2 separate regions of the Mus musculus genome follow, and region 1 is linked to region 2. Evidence: chromatin contacts called from public HiChIP or PLAC-seq data. All regions are on one chromosome and are shown on one strand. Each heading gives the region's core, a stretch centred on a gene start, on an enhancer-like site or on the middle of the called end of the contact. The rest is flanking DNA. Distances are from core to core; before and after follow the strand shown.

What was found. HiChIP or PLAC-seq counts read pairs in DNA pulled down with a chosen protein or histone mark.
Region 1: a contact with region 2 is called in an H3K27ac HiChIP or PLAC-seq map of microglia, with 2.9 times the contacts expected there. The contact joins the enhancer-like site here to the promoter of Pafah1b2 in region 2. A contact is called at or near these places in 2 of 39 promoter capture datasets (the C10 cell line and liver), 1 of 484 Hi-C or Micro-C datasets (colon epithelium), 5 of 115 datasets of contacts at active chromatin or transcription factors (bone marrow-derived macrophages, embryonic midbrain, embryonic stem cells and 1 more) and 3 of 9 other capture datasets (adipose tissue, liver and macrophages).

The regions. Positions count from the first base shown.
Region 1 is chr9:46,096,714-46,100,781 of GRCm38.p6, reverse strand. All of the region lies in intron 1 of Sik3 (SIK family kinase 3), which reads right to left. Among named protein-coding and RNA genes, the nearest start is that of Gm46110, 19 kb to the right of the region's middle. Within about 2 kb of position 1,456, at least 65 of the 459 cell types and tissues checked have an H3K27ac peak or open chromatin away from gene starts, as enhancers often do. A contact at or near this core is called in bone marrow-derived macrophages, colon epithelium and microglia, where this site is marked.
Region 2 is chr9:45,983,167-45,987,434 of GRCm38.p6, reverse strand. Pafah1b2 (platelet-activating factor acetylhydrolase, isoform 1b, subunit 2) reads left to right here and starts at 2,564. Exons shown (of 6, transcript NM_008775.3): 1 at 2,564-2,730.

The sequences.
Region 1 (4,068 bases), core at 207-2,706, 110 kb before region 2:
CCTGAGTCCTCTGCAAGACAGTAAGTGCTCTTAACCACTGAGCCATCTCTAACAACTCGAGTCTAGTCCATCTCCTCCTCTAACTTTTCTGTATCTCCTAAGAGCCAAGTCTCTAAGAGTGGCTTAGTTACAGCCTTACCTAAGGTCCCCTGTCCTCTAGAATCTGGCTTTCTCTGCAAGGCTCATAACACAGACTCCTACGGGCACTTGTCCACTCCCACCTGAGAGCTCTCCAGCAGTACCCAATGGCATACCCTGACCACTATCTTCTTCTGCTGCTCCCACAAAACCTTCTCTTGCCACTGAGGAGCCTCCTTATTATCCACTCCTTTCCCAGTCTTCTCTCTTTCCCACAGTCTGGGTTGGGTGACAGGGCTCATGGACGGCCTAATATGCTCCCCCACCCCCAGGTTAAACGCTTTGCTCTCAAACTCCTTAGCAAAGCTTATAAGGTAACTCTGCTTAGCCCGAGGTCCCACTCTCTCACCTGTCCTTTCCTCCACAATCTAGCCACACAAGAACAGCAGGGTTTCCCTTCACCTCCTTGTGCCATGCTCAGAAACAGCTGTCTCACCCCTCCATCCTATACACCTGTGTGCAGTCACTTCTCCCTCTCTTTCTTTCCTAAAAACTTAAGACCCATGAGCTGTCTAAATGCACTTACAATGGGAACTACCTTGGTTTGTCAAGTCTGTAAGGTCTGAAGCCAGTGACTATTTTTGTGAGCCTGTGAAACCAAGGCATAAACTCCGACGAGCCTCAAGAATAAGACAAACCTACAATAATTTTCAAACTAGTGAATTGAGTGTATTCTTTCGGAATACCTAAGTTCAATGCCCATTACTGAAGTCCAGGGGTAGGGGGAACCCAGGCTGACACAGTGCAAGGCAAGGACCTCATCTCTGACCATAGCTGCAACCTAGGTGATGATCTGTCTCGGTGATTTCAATGGTCTCCAAACAATGGAGACCTAATGGAGCTAATAGTCTCCATTCCTACCCCTCCAAGGTAACATTTATTAGGACAAAGTTTAAAAGCTCAATGAGGACAAACTTAACTATTTCCTTTCTAAAGAGGAGTTGAAGCCTGAGACAAGGCTCCATAGGTAAAGTCCTTGCATAACATGGGGGATTGAGTTCAGATCCCCAGCACCCATGTAGGGAAAGGCCAGGTGAGGCAGTTACAAACCAGTGTAGTGGCGTGCACTCATGACCATGGTGCTGGAGAGCTGGAGACAGACCTCAAAGACTGGCCAGTCTAATCTACAAAACCAAGAATGAGAAGCAACGGGGGAAGACATCTGACATCAACATGTGGCCTCCATATGGCACTGTCCTACTGTCTATTGGGAGAGATCCCATACCCATTAGAGGACGCAGTCTCCACCATCACTGCTCGGTCTCTCCCTGGCCTCCTGGGAAGCCAGCCCTCTTCTGATGCTTCCTCACACTGTCCCAGTGCTTTGGCCTTGTTTACAGTTCCTCAAAGTCATTAAGCTTTCATGAAACTGTCTTTGTATCTACCCTAAGTTCCCGTTTTTTTAAGTCTGTCTGTCTGTCTGTCTTAACATTAGCATAACTTTCGGGAAATGTCTATACTGTAGAAGAGACTGATCTTCACCTGAAACAATGAAATAAAGTACTACAGTCCACTTTTAATCACTTTACCAAGAAGTAAAAGCTACAGATTTACAGAAGTCCACGACCCGCTGTGCCTTCCTCCCTGCCGAGATCATCACCTGCTCCTGAGAGCTGCATTTCACACCAGTCATGGCAGAGTTCCTTTTTTAAAAGCAGCATTCTAGAAGAGGAAAACTTACTTCCCAATATTGGCTTCATGGGAAATATACTTCAAGCTAAGAGTACCGAGCAGTTCTTCCATGGAGAGCATGTAGGAGGAGTGCGTGTCACCTGACAATATCTTCCACGTGAAGACTTAGCAGAATTCTGTGTCCCCACATGACCTCTGTCGTGAAATGAAACAGAAGCTCTGTGTCTCCTGAGATCCAACAATGTGCGCACCTCGCAGGTAGCCCAGCCTGGTGGCGTGTGGCCAGCCTGCCAGCAGCCAGAGTTCATCTGCTTTAACCGCCCATGGTTGTCAAATAAACACTCCCTTTGTAGTTAATAGCGCAATAACCACCACCAAGAACAAGAAAAGGCGCTGGGCAAGGGAGGTGTCTGCCTATCACACTGATAGCTCCTTTCCTGCCTACTGCTCCTCCGTACTGTGTAAGGAGTCTCACGATGAGACGTCCCCACTGGCTTTATCAGGAAGCTGACAGGTCTATACAGCATCTGCCAAGCTGCATGCGCCCAACATTTCCTCACTTCTGTTCAAGATCTTGAGTTCCAAACCCCTGTGAGCAGGAACAAAAAAGCAAGTCTTGACTCGGGGCAAACAGGGGTTTGGAACTCAAGATCTACCACTTACAGATTTTACATAATATAATCGGTAGTAAACACAGTTCTCTTGAATGTAAAATGGAGGGTCATAAAATGAGCTAAAAATAGGTCTGTGGGCTTCCCTTGGGATTAAATAAACAAAATATTTAATGTAATGCTGGGCACACGGCACATGGTCACTGCACTTTTGGTTGTTGCTATTCTATTTACTTTATGCAGGACCAGCCTTAAATGCCACACGGAAGTAGATAGCTTTCATAAGACGTTAAAGCCAGGGATGTATCCTCTTGTAAGTGTAAGTGAGGCGAACAGAAGGGTCTCACTTTGGATGCCAAACAAGGCTGAAAAGTATGCTTTAACAGAAGAGGCTGGACATGAGCCGGCTTAGAAGGTAAAGGCCCCTGAAGGCAACCCGAAACCCTGAGTTCAATTCTAGGACCCAGCCGGCAGGAGAGAAGAGACTCCTGCAAGTTATCTTCTTACTTCAATATAGCAGAGTACACACACACATGCGTGCACACACACACACATGCACACACGCACACACATACACACACGCACGCACACACACACACACACACACACACACACACACATTTTTTTTTTTTAATTTCAGGGAAATGTTAAAAGCTGTAAGCTCTGATTATCTGTGCTACCACCTCCACAGGGCCAGAAACTGTAGAGAAGAAACAGCAAAAGAATTGCACGGCAGCAGCATGTCGCTACCATAAGGGACCCATTAAAAACCTCCAAGAAGGAAGCTAACCCTAAGCTTTAACCCTAAGTTAGCTCACTGATCTGCCTGAGGAACAGGCATTGAGAAGAATAACTGTCTGGACACTGGAAAACACTGAGGAAAACATATTTTGCAATGTATTCTTGCAACAGTGTAACAGGAACCCTTCAAAAATAGATGCTAATGAATTAACATTTCTTCGGGAAATGGAGCATCCAGAAACCCTGAGCCAGAGGAAGCCTCCTCGGAAAAAGGCTCCTCGTGCTCTGGAAACTCATCCCACAGTTACAGCTCCATGTACAAACTTCCTGGGGTCTGTTCCATCTTCTCTGTGAAGTGTGGCAGTGCTGGGATGTGGGAAGGACTGGGCTTCTCTCTGGCCAGCCCTTTCCCTCCTACTGAGCCATCTCCCATCGTGCAGCAGCAGGAGCAACAGCAGCAGCCTCTAGGTTCGAGGACCATCTGATGTAAGACAACGGTTAAGGGATGGGTTCTAACACAGGCAGGGTCCAACTCTGCTTCTCACCTCATCTTAGGAGAGCTACCAGAGGTGTGGGAACACTTCTCCCTGCCTGTGGATAAGCTGATTCAGGCTAACTGCCCCAGCTCCCACCTCTTCTCCTCAAGGATCCCACTGTTGGCAAACTTTAGATCAATTTCTGCCAAGCAACAGGAAAGAAAACAAGGGTAAGTGGCTGAGAGTTATTTTCCTCTGTAGCCACGGCAGTCCTCAACCTTGCTCTGTAGACCAGGCTAGCAATGAAGCTAGAAATCTCCCAGCCTCGGCCTCCAGAGTGCTGGAATTAAGGTATGTGCCACCCAGCCGTACCAATTTAAAGCAGTTTTCTAGACAAAGCTCAATGCAACAGGACTTGTGCCCAGGAAAGCCTGTTGGAGACACCTGGGCCAGCTGTGTTCAAGCCCTTA
Region 2 (4,268 bases), core at 1,315-3,814:
ACATGTGTCATGTGGGTACATGCATGTAAGTGTAGAGGAAGGCATTGGGTCCCATGGAGCTGGAGTTACAGGGTGTTGTAAGCCATGGGATATGGGAGCTGGGAAACCAGCTTGGGTCCTCTGCAAGAGTAGTAGGTACGCTTAACCACTGTGCCATCTCTTCAGCCCCAGGACTTTCTTTTCTTTTTTTTTTCTTTGTTGTTGTTTTTTGAGACAGGGTTTCTCTGTATAGCCCTGGCTGTCCTGGAACTCACTTTTGTAGACCAGGCTGGCCTCGAACTCAGAAATCCACCTGTCTCTGCCTCCCGAGTGCTGGGATTAAAGGCATGCACCACCACGCCCGGCGTTCTTTTTTTTTTTTTTTTAAGATTTATTTATTTATTTATTTTATGTATATGAGTACACTGTAGCTATACAGATGGTTGTGAGCCATCATGTGGGTGCTGGGAATTGAACTCAGGACCTCTACTCACTCCAGTCCCAGTCACTCCAGCCCAAAGATTAATTTATTTTATGTAAGTACACTGTAGCTGTCTTCAGACACACCAGAAGAGGGCATCAAATCTCATTACGGATGGTTGCCAGCCATCATGTGGTTGCTGGGATTTGAACTCAGGACCTTCGGAAAAGCAGTCAGTGCTTTGGTTTTTTTTGTTTTTTTTTTTGTTTTTGTTTTGTGTGTTTGTTTGTTTGTTTTGCGGGGGGGGGGGGGTTGAGACAGGGTTTCTCTGTATAGCCCTGGCTGTCCTGGAACTCACTCTGTAGACCAGGCTGGCCTCGAACTCAGAAATCCGCCTGCCTCTGCCTCCCAAGTGCTGGGATTAAAGGCTTGCGCCACCACAACCCAGCCAGTCAGTGCTCTTAACTGCTGAACCATCTCGCCAACCCCCAGGATTTTCAAATATAGAATGTCTCCTTGGGTTCAATCTATAGTACAACCAAAAATGAGGAGCCTTAAGGGCTTGAAGAAAAGTTTTGTAGAGCTGAGAATGTAGCTCAGTTGATAGTTTTTGTCTAAGACGCATAAAGCCCTGTACTCAATCCTGAAGGACTGTGTGAGACCCAAGCATGGTGGCACCCAGGAAGGGAGGAAGCAGGAAGGTCCTACGTTCATAGCTGCAGAGTGAAGTGGAGGCTATCCTGGGCTACGTTTTTCATTTTAAGAGCAAGCAATCAATCAAGGTTTCTTATGAATAAAAGATAGTATCAAAATGTGTGTGTGTGTCAGAGAGACAGAGAGAGAGAGAGAGAGAGAGAGAGAGAGAGAAGGGGGAACACCATGACTAAAAGCCAAGTGGAGAGGAAAGGACTTACTTCCTTTACAGCTCTCAGATCACAGCTGTCACAGAGAGAAGTCAGGGTAGGAACTGGAGCTATAGAATGTCGTTTCTTACTGACTGACTGTGTGCTCTTATACAACTCAACTCAGGGCCACCTTCGCCAAGTGGCACCACTCACAGTGGGATACGCCCATCAATTATTAATCAAGAAAATACCCTCATAGACTGCCTACATGCCAATCGGATGAAGGCATTTTTAAAGTTCCCTTCCTCAAATGACCCTGATTTGTGTCATTGACAAAAACAACCCAGACATAGGGCTTTATCATTGGAAACCAATTCAAGTTGTTTCTCTTAACAGTGTATTTAATACTAAACTGTTTAAATAACCCTTTACGATATTCTCTTGATCAAAACACTTAAAACAGCACTTACTGAGATCTTGCTAGTGTACCATATGTAACTGGAATATCTGCAGAAGAGTTATGGAGGCAGTGACAAAGTCATTATCTTGAAATTTTTATTTTGCATTCGAGATAATACAAGCAGCACATAAGTGATTTGAAATTTTATTTTATTATCTCGATAATTTAGGCTTACAGGTTTCAAGAACATTCTCAATCAGTTTCAGAGTCCTGGAATGCTCTGCAATTCACTATTATGAGTTTGAATGAATCCTATCCATCATTAAAGAGCCAGCCCTGGCACTGCTCCACCAAGTTTCCCTGCTAATGATGACGCAATCTCTTGCCCCTCCTCTTGGCGCTGATCTGTCCTGCACTTATCCAGCCGTTAGCATCTAATCTCTACATTGACTCTCTATGTACTCCCCTAAACTGGATGGATTTCTAAGGTAAAGACTGGGGTTTCTGTTATTCCCCGAGTGGTATCTATCACACAATTCTGAGTATCATCATAGAAATTCTGCTGGTAAATGTAGGGGTTGCCCCTTTTAACTTCGGGCCTATTTCTCCCCATTCTCTGCAATCTGGTTTATCCCATCGGTGGAGGAAATCAGTGGCTAAGAAGGGAGTAGCGTCAGCGAGAGGTCAAGCTACACTGTCTCTAAGGCCATCTCCGGATAGTTTCCGTCATCCTATCAGGACAGGAAGGCAGTTACAGGAAAGATGGAGGCTCAAGTCGGGGAAAGAAAGAGAACAAAGTCAGTACTTGGCAGGGACGGTAGACCTGTGCGCCAAGCAAAGAGCGCGCACTGCGAGGGAAAGTGAGGCGCACCCGCCCCGCAACTAGCCCCGCAGCCAGGGGCGGGACTTCCGGAAGCCATTTGCCCGAGTGGCAGGGGGACCGGAAGTGGAGGCGCTGCTGCTTGGTGCTGGGGCCCGAGGAGGGGACGCGCGCCGGAACGCGGCCGTCGGGATCAAGCGAGCGACTGAAGCGCAACCCGCCGACGCCGCAGCCGCTGAGGGCCCCGCACGGACCCTCTGCCTGTGTGAGTGCATCGTGGGGACCGCGGAGCCGGGGCCTCGTCGTGACGGGTGGGACGCGCGGGCGAGCCGGTATTGTGAGGCCCGGCTCCCCTCCCCCACGCCGCCCCTCCCCCGCCGCGCCCCGCGCTGTCGCCCTGCAGGGCCTCCGGGGCCCCGCGCCGTCGCCGCTGCCCTGCGGCGCCCTGGTTCCACCCTGGCCAGCGGCTGAGCGGCCCGCGGGTCCCCTGGCCCGGCCTCCTGCCTCAGCTGTCGCCTTTTCCCTCCATCCCCGGGGTGGGACCTCTAGGCCCAAGCCTGTGACTGGGTTGTGCCTTTTTTTTTTTTTTAACGGATCACGCTCTTTGCCCTTCTCGTCGAAAATTGTCTCCTCATTCGAAACTTCTCTGTTGCCTTCGCTTATACTTCCCAAAGACCCGTGTCAGGGCTCTGAAAGGATTGGTAGAGGCTAGCCTTAAGGGTCACCCACTTCATTCGGCGACGAGGCCCAGGCGTTGGTGACTTGGCCGATGGCCTACCGCCAGCCAGGTACATCTGTCAGTGAGTAGTTTCCTTGGAGGTGTGTTTCCTCTCCCCAGCCCTTGTGGTCCATGTCCACTTAGCGGGTCAGAGCCTGTGGTCTCCAGGTTTGAGTTACTCATGGCAGAGTGACTCGTTATCCTTTCCATAGCTCCCAGGCTGACGTTGCCTTTCATCATGTATATACGGATCTTAAGGAAACCCAAAGCCATAAAGCGTTGGCGTCTCTGAAGAACGTGGCTATGGACAAAGGGAAGGGCACCAAGACGCTAAGAGCAGGTCCTAGACTTGCATTTTCTACAGCGTTGAGTTGAGTGGAGAGAATGGGCCAGAGGAAAAGGTGTGGAAAAGAGAAAAATGCAAGCTTATCTTTCCCTTGGATGAGGCTTGTGTCTGCCCGTCAGTTCCTTCTCTGGGCACATTGTTCAGACTTAAAGGTTGCCTCCTTGTGGGAGAGCAGGGGAGGGAATCATTGTGCATTAATTTGTTGGCATGGGCACTTGATAATAAATTATGGATGGGCTGGATCCTGGGGGGCCGCCCACCAGAGACCGGGGCAGGGCATTCTGGACGAGGCTTGCCTTCCTCTTCAGAATAATTCTGCCAACTCTCTGAAGCAAAATGAAAAGCCTCAGGCCTTAATGGAAGCATCCTAAATCTTTTCATTCTCATTCAAAAGTCTCAGCAAGCTTCTAGGTTCTCTCTCTCTCTCTCTCTCTCTCTCTCTCTCACACACACACACACACACACACACACACACACACACACACACACACACCCCGGCTGAGCTTGAGGGGTTGTAGTTGTTTTGTTGGGACTGACTTCCACACCACTAGTGTAGAGAGTCCGGTGCTGTGCTGTGTCGTTGAGGTCTAAATTAAGTGGGGAAGATAGAAAGTTTAGGATTAGGACTGCCTTCTCTCCCTGGAGATTTTTGAAGGACAACAAAGTTTGCTCTGCAAAATAGTTTTTCATGGAAATGTACACAGTTGCCCACCTTTTATCGCCTCCTTGCTAGTTTTTC